Regions from separate parts of the Mus musculus genome. Here region 2 is linked to region 1. A link is a contact called in public promoter capture Hi-C data. All regions are on one chromosome and are shown on one strand. The core of a region is the stretch at or near the end of the contact, and the rest is flanking DNA. Distances in the headings are between cores, read along the strand shown.

Region 1 (4,530 bases), core at 1,810-4,309:
TTGAGCAGGTGACAGGCATCAAACTTTCTAAGTCCATTTGGACTATAAGAAAAGTGTGATATAAATCTCTATCCATGTCATATGAGAGTGTGGCGTGTAATATTAAGTCATGAGGATTCTGAAGCTAACAGGATTCATTGGCTACTGCAGAGACACTCATGTCTCAGCCAGTCTCAGAGCTGATCCCATGTGCATGGGTCGGCATTCACGCCACCTGTTTTGTTGCTCTTGGTCTATTTCTCTGTGTCTGCAGTCAAATAGTCAAGCTTAATTTTATTAATTTTAAAGGAACCCATAGATTTTCATTTCCTGTAAAAATAAAGACAAATCCTCTTCCTCAACTCAACACATTTCCTGACCTTCATTCTAAAGTTATCATATATATATATATATATATATATATATATATATATATATATATATATATGAATTAGATCAGCCTCTATATATATATAGGCTGAATTCAGTAGTCCTGTCTAAAATCTAATGTTTTTCAGCATCTGTGCTACCTGTCTTGTTGTCATTTAAAGATTTATAGTCAATAAAGCATTTATTTATCCTATCTCTGGGAGATCCCATATTCTCTTGTTTTATGAGCATTTCCTTTAAAGTGTAGTTAGATCTTTTTATGATTGTTTGACCCGTAGGATTATGAAATATATCTGTAGCATGTTTTATGTCTGAATGTCTAAAACGTTGTTGTGTTCTGTTGGATAATACGCTGTAACACCACTAGCTTCAATCTGCAAAGGCATCTCCAAGATAGCCTCTGCTCACCTCTAATAAATGTGCAATTTCAGATTCAGCCTTTTCAGAACTTCGGGCAGAAGCCCATTGGGATTTTAAATAGATATCAATTGTATGATTATCATCGTATGTATATACTCTAATTTTCCAAACTCTACAAAATTAAACACAAAAGCTATGTATGAAATTGCTCTGAGGTGGCATCATCAAACAGAATCTGTATTTGCTCAGCATACAGCATCTCTATGGGTTGCCATTCTGCAATCTTATCACAAAGTGGCACTGCAGGGTTTAGATTTGATTCCTCTAAAACTTCTTTATTTTGATTCAAAGGATTGTCTATTGCTTGTAACCTAACATTTAATTCCTCAGTCCTCTCCTCTCCTCTTCTTATCTAAGTTTGTTTTATTTTTATTTTTCTTAAAGAGGATATATAAAATTGCAAGCATTACGGAAAATATAATTATTTTATGCTGATAACTGAAACAAAATTATATGGGGTCCAAGTGCTCTCTGCCATTTTGTAGTCCTCATTTTTTTTAAACAGAAAATATTTTTTTTAAATCTAACTCTCTCTTTCCTTTGGAGATTTCACTTGTTATTTTTAAATTACTTATTTCTTTCTATGACTGTCTATAGCCAGTTTGTTTTCTTTCTTCAGCACCTAAGCACAATTCAAAACATACATTGGCCCATCAGAGGCTCATCTGTGCTCAGGACTCCAGTTTCTCATTCACTCCTGGGCTTGGCTTCTGCTGCCTGCAGTCACTCCTTTTTCAGCTCCACTTAGCATGGGATGATAACCACTGGCTCCGCCCCCAGTTGCTCTGCTCATAGAGAAGGGGCAGTTCCACCACTCTGCACCCACAACAGCCAGAGAAACTGAGGCTTCTGTGCTCTGGGACCTATCCCACCCACTTTTCAGCGGCCAGTTCACGTCTTTGTTTCCCACCCAACTCTGGCTGCAACCACTGTCTGCCTGCCCAAGCAGCAGCAGCAGCAGCAGTCCTTAGGCTGTTGAGCATTCCCAAGGTTCACCAACTGGGCCAGCACCTCTGACCTCTGTCCATTCCGGCCCACAGCAGCCCAACCTCCCACCTAAGCAGCAGTCTGGAGGGGGTGGTGACACCTCTACACCACAGGAGCTCAGCCCAGCAGGTCAGTAATGTGCCTACCTGCTGTGCCATGCTTGGGAGAACTTGTGGTAGCTGTGTCTGGGGCTCCTCTCCAATGGCCTCCCGCATGGCTCTGTTGCTAGGGAAACATCTTCCATGCTTTCCTCTGGAGACTTTTCTGAGGCCCTAAGCTTGGATATACATACCCTCACATTGGACACCAATTATTGCCAGACTTTCTTGGAGCCGCCAGCTCCTGAATAATGACACAGAGACTTATTATTTAAGAAAGCTTAGGCTCTGTAGCAGGTTATCTCCTAGCTAACTCTAACCCGACTAATTCCAGCTCACATCCTGCCACACGGCCCATTACTTCTCACTCAACCTCCACACCTGTTCCTTCCACCTCCGTGTCACACTGGTGAATCCCCCACCTCTTGATTCTTTCCCAAAGACCCTCTCTCTGTCCAGAAGTTCCATCTATTCTTTCCTGCCTCAGCTACTGGCCATTAGATCTTTAGTAAACCAATTAGAAGGCGAGAAGGGTAAATGTTTCCAACACAAGTGATGATCCATAAAAATAATAATACCAAAGTCTGGCCAGTATTCTCCTCTCTGGCGGCACAGAAACCAACATTTGCATAACACAAAGACAAACTTTACACAGTGTACAAAAAGATTACCCCCGAGATAATCTTACATTCATTCTGGATGACACAGAAGCTGCAAGAGTATTCCAGGGGTGGCGTGATTTAATTTGCATTTTCAAGAAAGTCTCCTGTTGTATGAGAGTAGACTGGATGGAGGATGATCAGGTAAGAGTGTCATCAACTGGGACATATAGTTCAGGGTGGGCCAGGGAGAGTGGACAGAGTGAGGAAAATAAGCTTTAAGTCAGGGAAGGACTGAGCAGATGAGTGAGCCTTTGATGTGAGAAATTTAGGTCTGGTCATTATTCGCTTACCAAACAAGAGTAGAAAAATCCATCTCCTTTTCTGGGCCTCAGTTTCCCTGTCTGTGACATAAGGCAGAGCAGCTGGTGCCAAGGTCTTCTGCATCAGGCACAGGCAGCCCTATATTTAGGGCCTTGGCTCTCAAGCTATGATCCAGTTACTAATCCCAGCAGGCCTGAATGCCCCATGGCAGCTGCAGAAACCTGGGGACGATGCTGCAGCTCAGGGACAGTTGCCTGTTGTCTACAGAAACTGGGACAACCAGAGGACATGAGACTTGTCTGCCCACACCACAGGCTGGGAACGGCTGGTCTGATGGCACCTTTCAACTGGAGGAAAAGTGCAGGCCACCAGCCAGGGGCTTCCTGAGCCCTTCAGGGAACTGATGTCCCAGTCACAATGTCTTTCCAAATGGTCCAGGTTCAACTCGGGGGCTGTGACCAGCCTCAGTGGATGACCCTCAGTGGGCTGATTCAGACTTCTCCCCTGGGCTCTTGACAAGGTATAAATCACTAGCTCTGGTTTATTGAGTAGAAAAATGAAGACCAAAAAAGTCATGGGCAGCAAAGCTAGGAGTTGAACATGGCTAAGTAATACTTCCATCATTCTTTGCTGCCTCTCAAGGATGCAGTGGAAGGGTGGTAAAGAGAAATAGAAGCTAAATATGTTTTAATAAATATAGACATTCACACCCACCTGCTTTGCCAGGGATGAGGACTTTCAAACAAAAGCTGCTTTGTGCAGCTGAAGTGAAGCATGTGTGTGTGTGTGTGTGTGTGTGTGTGTGTGGTGGTGGTGGTGGTGGTGGTGGATAAGCCCCTGGTCATTGTTTACAGCCTTTTTGCTGCTTATTTATTCCTTTGTAATTGCCACAGATTTTTTTTTCCAGACATATACATGCTGGGGACTGTGTGAGGCTCCAGGGAGGGAACCGTAATAATTAACAGAAAATGACTTAGTTCCTGAACCCACTGGTTTGCACTGCAGTTGAAAGATGTCCTCTTCTGGATGTCGTTACTGCTCTAGTCTCCACAAAGAGAAACCCAGGGGCTTTGTGAGGTGCTGTGATTTCACCAGGGGGGAGACCTGATCAGAATTCTAACCTGGACCTTATGGTTCAAAGCAGCAGGAGCAGCCGGCCCTGCAGGAGCAGCCAGGCCTGCGTCAGGCAATTTGATTAGGGTTTAATAGAAGGATTAGTCACAAAGGAAGACAGGGCTACAGGAGACCACAAAGCACTCGTCAGGACCCTCGTTCACAGTAAGAGGAAAGAGAAGTCAGTCGGCAGCTGATAGATGAGGGCCCCCAACAGGGGTTTCAGCTCAGGGCATGGTGATTGCGAGGTGACCCTGGATCAGTAGGCTAGGAATATGGACTCTGAGTTCATAGTCCTCTGTCTTTCCATATCCTTCTAGGGCTCCCCACAACTCAGATCATTGCCGTGACTTCTGTAGACATCTGGGATAGATGCTGAAGAAAGAAGGGGACAAAGAGGGCCAGGGAGAAAACCACGTGGTCTTTAGCCAAAATTAAGATGCTTCTGAATCAAAAGCACCTTATTGGGCCAGGGGAGGTCCAGACTCAAGACCAAGCAGGTCATAGAAATGGGCCCATAGTGATGCAGCTCCCACCCTCCAGCCTTCTGCTGGGCTGGCAGACTTGGCCTGCAGCCTGGCTTCTTGTTTTGGTAAGTCAACTTTCATCAGGACACAGCC
Region 2 (4,822 bases), core at 2,051-4,550, 2.0 Mb after region 1:
TTCCCTGTAGGTACTGGGGTGAGCCAAGACACAATCAGGTAGGGGAATTAGGTGCTTTGAACAGGTTCCAAAAGGCAAAGCCAGGGCGGGGCTGTGTGGGATGGCCTTGGGGTGGGGGAGGGAGAGCACACACACAGGTGATTGCAACATCTTTCCCCTCTTCCAACTTCACTGCTGTCACACTCTCCGATCCCAAAGAGGACCCAGGCTTGATGATTTTCAAGTGGGGGATTTATTCCTTCTCCTGAGCTGGGGGTTGGTGTATGGCATTCACATATGCCTCAGTTACACTCATGCTAACACTCACTGGCTCTCACAACACATGTCGAGGTCAAGGTTATCACCACCATCACCACTCTCACTTAAAGATGAAGACACGGAGGCCCGAGGCTACATAGCTGGTGAGAGACAGAGTGGGGATTTGAACTCAAGCTGCCTGACACCAGGGCCCGTGCCCCAGTGAGGAACAATGTCCTCATATGCCAGGCACCGTCCTGGGTGCTGTTCTGGGTTCAGTGACCATACAGTTGAAAGGAAAAGCTGGAAAGCCAGTGAAGGTGTGAAACACAAGCCAAAGGGGCATATAAGTAGAGACCCCCAGGTTTGGAATTAGGTAAGAGGTTTGGGGCCAGTCCAGACTGAAATAATCAAAGGGAAGAACAGAGGTTGGTGACAGGCTTGGCCTGGAACTAACCCACTGAGGGTCAGGGCAGGACAGAGAGAGGCAGCCCTTCCTGGAATAGCCCCTTTCAGATGGGGAGGACATCTGTTGGGGATTCCTTCAGTTCATGCCCATGGTCCTACTGTAAATACTAAATAGTGACCTATTTCGGTATGGACAATAATAACCTTGAAGGCTACCTTCTGTAGACTATGGAAGGCAGTTTTTGGATTTTGTTCCCAAGTAGTATGAGAACATTCAGGGACTTGTAGAAGGGTCACACAACCGAGTTACGATATACAAAAGTCACTGTGGCTGCTGCTGCTGCTCCTGCTGGTGTGTGTGTGTGTGTGTGTGTAGGTGAGAGACTTGCAGTGGATCAGGAGGCAGGTCATTGTTTCTTCCCCTGACTTTGTCTCACAGGTTCAAGCAGTCAGATGGGGGAAAGGGAGGAGAGGCCCTGGTTGCACCAGGAGAGGTTGCAGTCATAAGCCTGAGACAGGCTGCCCCTTTCTCCTCTCTGAGCTGGTTCTGGCCCTTGGGCCCTGCTCCAGGACCTTCAGAGAGGCTCAGGGGGTGCGAAGAATCCCTTGAGAGCAGTTGTACCTGCCCCAGGACTGCAGGGCCCTTGTAAGGGAACTAGTTCACTCTGTAAATGACTATAAACAATAGTAATTGTCCACCTGACAGACTTCCTATCCTGTCCTTCCCACCCCCACAAGTCCCCTCCTCTAACCTCTTCCAGAGAAGATTTCAGAAGGGAAAGCCCACAGGGTTCTCCCAGATACCAGTGGGGCCAACTGAAATGGATGTCTATGGAGAACACAGCACTTCTGGCATCTGCTGAGCTACAAGGTGGCTGGCTGGCTTGGGTCTGCTGCCAGTGAATGCATGTGGGCTCACCCACAATCTATTTCCAGAGATGGGTATCTATGGGGATCACACACACTGATCACATCATACAGATTGATGTTTGCTCAGATTTCCAAGGAACTAAAGCAAGACCGAGGTTTGTAACATCTACAAAGGGTAAGAAAGAGTGAGAAGCCTGTTTAAGGGAAAACACATTAGTATCAAGAACCCCTCGGGCGCGCTCTCTCTCTCTCTAGTAAGAGAACAGGAAGTTGATAAACTTCCACAGTTAGGTTGTGGGTCATCTAAGCTTTCCAGGTAAGGACCGCCCAGAGGGGAAGGGTCTAAAGTGAGGGAATCACTCACCCAGAGGCAGGACGAAGAAAAAGGGGAACCAGCACAGGACGAAGACACCCACGACGATGGCTAGGGTCTTGGCAGCCTTTTTCTCGCGGGAAAACTTGAGCAGCCTTACGGAGAGCGAGCTGCGCAAGGTGTGCCCCTTGCTACTCTGTGTCCCTGGATTTCCTTTGGCGCTAGTGGCTGCGCCGCGACAGTGGATCCTCAGAACCACCTCAGAGGCCTTGCCCGGCTCCCTCTTGATGCCCGCCTCGAGGCTGCGCGTGGTGCTGCGCGCGACCACATACACGCGGCAGTACATGACCACGATCACTGCCATGGGGAGGTAGAAGGAGCATACGGAAGAGAAGATCGCATAGCCCACCTCCTCGGTGATGCCGCAGAAACGCTCATCCGGGGGCACTGGTTCCTTCCAACCTAGTAGCGGTCCCACAGATACCACCAAGGCCACCGCCCAGAGCAGAGCCAGAATGGCAGCGGCCTTGCGTTCTGTCATAATGGCTGGATACTTGAGCGAGTGGCGCACACCCACGTACCGGTCCACAGAGATGGTGCAGAGGCTAAGGATGGAGGCAGTGCAGCATAGCACGTCCACCGCGGCCCATACGTCGCAGAAGGTCCGGCCGAAGGCCCAGAAGCCTAGAACCTCCATAGTGGCTGAGAAGGGCAACACAGCTGCACTCAGTAGCAGGTCAGCCACTGCTAGGTTCACGATGAAATAGTTGGTGACCGTCTGCAAGTGGCGGTTGCAGGCCACGGAGAGGATGACGAGAAGGTTGCCCGCCACAGCGGTGAGGATGAAGGCGGCTAGGAAGACACCCACTCCCACGCCCTGAGCACTCACCACTAGCCCCCCGACGGCCGCCGAGCCATTCACCTCGCCGCTTGCCGCGGCCCCCGCTTCTGCCGTGGAGCTCTGGTTGTCCTCGCCGCTGCCGGTTCCCACCACAGCGCTACCGCCTGTGGCACCCGGCACGCCGCCCACCGCCGGACCCTCGGGGCCAACCGTGCCAGCTCCGCCGCCCGCGCCGGAGCCCCCAGTGCTACTGCTCGCCCGGGGTCCTTCGAAAGTGACGCTCAGGATGTCGCGGAAAGTCATCTCACGGCGCAGCCGTCGGGGCCCGAGCCCAGGCACAGGGCGAGCAAGTGGCGGGGAGGGAGCCCGCGGGCATCGCCGCAGCGCCCGAGCCAGCCCCGCGCGCCGGTCCCGTCGGTCCTGCCCAAGTTCCCGCGGCAGAGGGGCCGCAGGGGAGCGGTGCTGCAGGGAGAGCGGGGCGGAGGTCACCAGGCCGTGAAGGTCCCAACGGGAACGGGCTCTGGCGGTGGCTGCAGAGTCACAAGAAAACAAGGGCCGGGGCCGGCTCCCTGCTCCCTGCTCCCCTCTCCAAGCGTGTCCTGGCGAGCGGTGGCTCCTCCGGGAGCGTCAGTGCAGGCGGCGGCCTCTGCAGCGCAGGGGACTCTGCGCGGGGGCGGGACGGAGGAGGGGCGGCGGGGAGGGAGGAGGGGGCGGCCGGCGCGAGCCAGCGAAGGGGCTCCGCGCGTCCAGCGGCTGCGGGGGTCCTCGCCGGTGCTCACGACCGTCCTCTGCCCTAGCTGTCCCCTTATCCTCCTTTCCTCAGCTCTCCTGCACCCCGGCTTTTGCCCCAGCGCTCCTCGCTGCCTCCCTTCCTCTCTCTGGACTTGCGGTCACTCTCTGCTTGCCCTTGCCCTAGCGGAGCATACAAGGTGCGATTCCCCGGGACTCCGGGCTCCCGGCTTCTGCCGCCAGAGAGCAGCAAGAGCCCAGGATCTGTGGGTTCAGGGCTGGATGATTTAAAAAAAACGCTGCCACTTGAGAACGTCTGGATGCGGTTTGATGCCCCTCCTCTTTTTTCTAGGGCAACTGGCCAGCCCAAGATCTCAAAACCCACTATGGTGCGATGGTGGCATTGAGACAGCCCTGAAGGGGTCAAGATGCTTGGGCGCGGGTTGAAGATGGGCGTGACTGGCGTGAGACCAGATGGTGTGGTCACAGCCCTAGGACTTTGCCCGTACTCTGAATAATACCAACTTTGGCCCTGCAACTCTACTCTGCATCAGAAGTCAGAATAAATCTTCCTGTTGCTACTCGAAGTACTCGGGACTCCCTCTGGGCAGAAAAGGTCACGTTCTGGAGGGTGGGAAAGGTTACTGCAGGGTGCTTAACAGGGAGGGAGCAGAGTAGCTTGCCTCCACCATTCAGGCTCCGGCGTCTTGTGCCTCGGTTCCCCACATGTGAAAACGAGAGTAAGATTCACTGTGTTAGCAGCGCCACCAAAGTAGTGCCCATACTTCTCAGAAGAGTGGAGAATAGTGGGGTAAAGCCTGAACACGAAGAACAGAGGGGAGAGGGGACGGGGCTGTGCTAGGAAGCAGGGACGCAAGGGAAAGAGAAGGGAGGGAGGAGGACCAATAGGGAGAGACACAATGCCACTGGACCACCCCAGGCAACTGTACTTACATGGTGCACATAAACTGGCCTCCTCAGGCAACTGTACTTACATGGTGCACATAAACTCATGTAGGCACACACATGATGTGCGCGAGCACACACACACACAAGTGCAGGCACAAATACATCTTCAAAACACTACCTTTCATTCTTCATCATTTCTTCCTTTCCTTGACTTGGCTTATGGAAGCGAGGCCATAGAGATGCGGGAGGATGCTCTGAAAATGTCATGTGCATGTCCTTGGTGCCTGGTTTATTCCTTGTTGCAGATGGTGGGATGGTAGAAGCAATGAAAGCCTCAGTTGTGTTGTGACATGAGCTTTCTTCTTCTCCCATCCTGCAGACCATTCACTGAACTCGATCCACAAGAGCTGAGCCCTTGGCAGGCAAAGTATGACTTATACACACACTGCCTTCCTAAGGCAGATATTCTGATAGGAGCTTGTACCTGGGGAGTGAATACTGGAATTGTCTTACTG

The links. Promoter capture Hi-C pulls out the DNA fragments that hold promoters and counts their contacts.
Region 2: a contact with region 1 is called in a promoter capture Hi-C map of stem cell-derived epiblast-like cells, with 2.1 times the contacts expected there. The contact joins the promoter of Adra1d here to the promoter of F830045P16Rik in region 1. A contact is called at or near these places in 2 of 39 promoter capture datasets (pre-B cells and stem cell-derived epiblast-like cells).

What each region holds. Positions count from the first base shown.
Region 1 is chr2:129,533,543-129,538,072 of GRCm38.p6, forward strand. It overlaps F830045P16Rik (RIKEN cDNA F830045P16 gene), which reads right to left and starts at 3,060. Exons shown (of 7, transcript NM_177653.3): 1 at 2,827-3,060. The coding sequence starts at 2,920.
Region 2 is chr2:131,559,197-131,564,018 of GRCm38.p6, forward strand. It overlaps Adra1d (adrenergic receptor, alpha 1d), which reads right to left and starts at 3,301. Exons shown (of 2, transcript NM_013460.5): 1 at 1,880-3,301. The coding sequence starts at 2,972. Gm14285 (a long non-coding RNA gene) reads left to right here and starts at 2,580. Exons shown (of 3, transcript XR_374988.3): 1 at 2,580-2,664; 2 at 3,493-3,598; 3 at 3,751-4,822. It overlaps Gm39938 (a long non-coding RNA gene), which reads left to right. Exons shown (of 5, transcript XR_003954065.1): 5 at 1-22.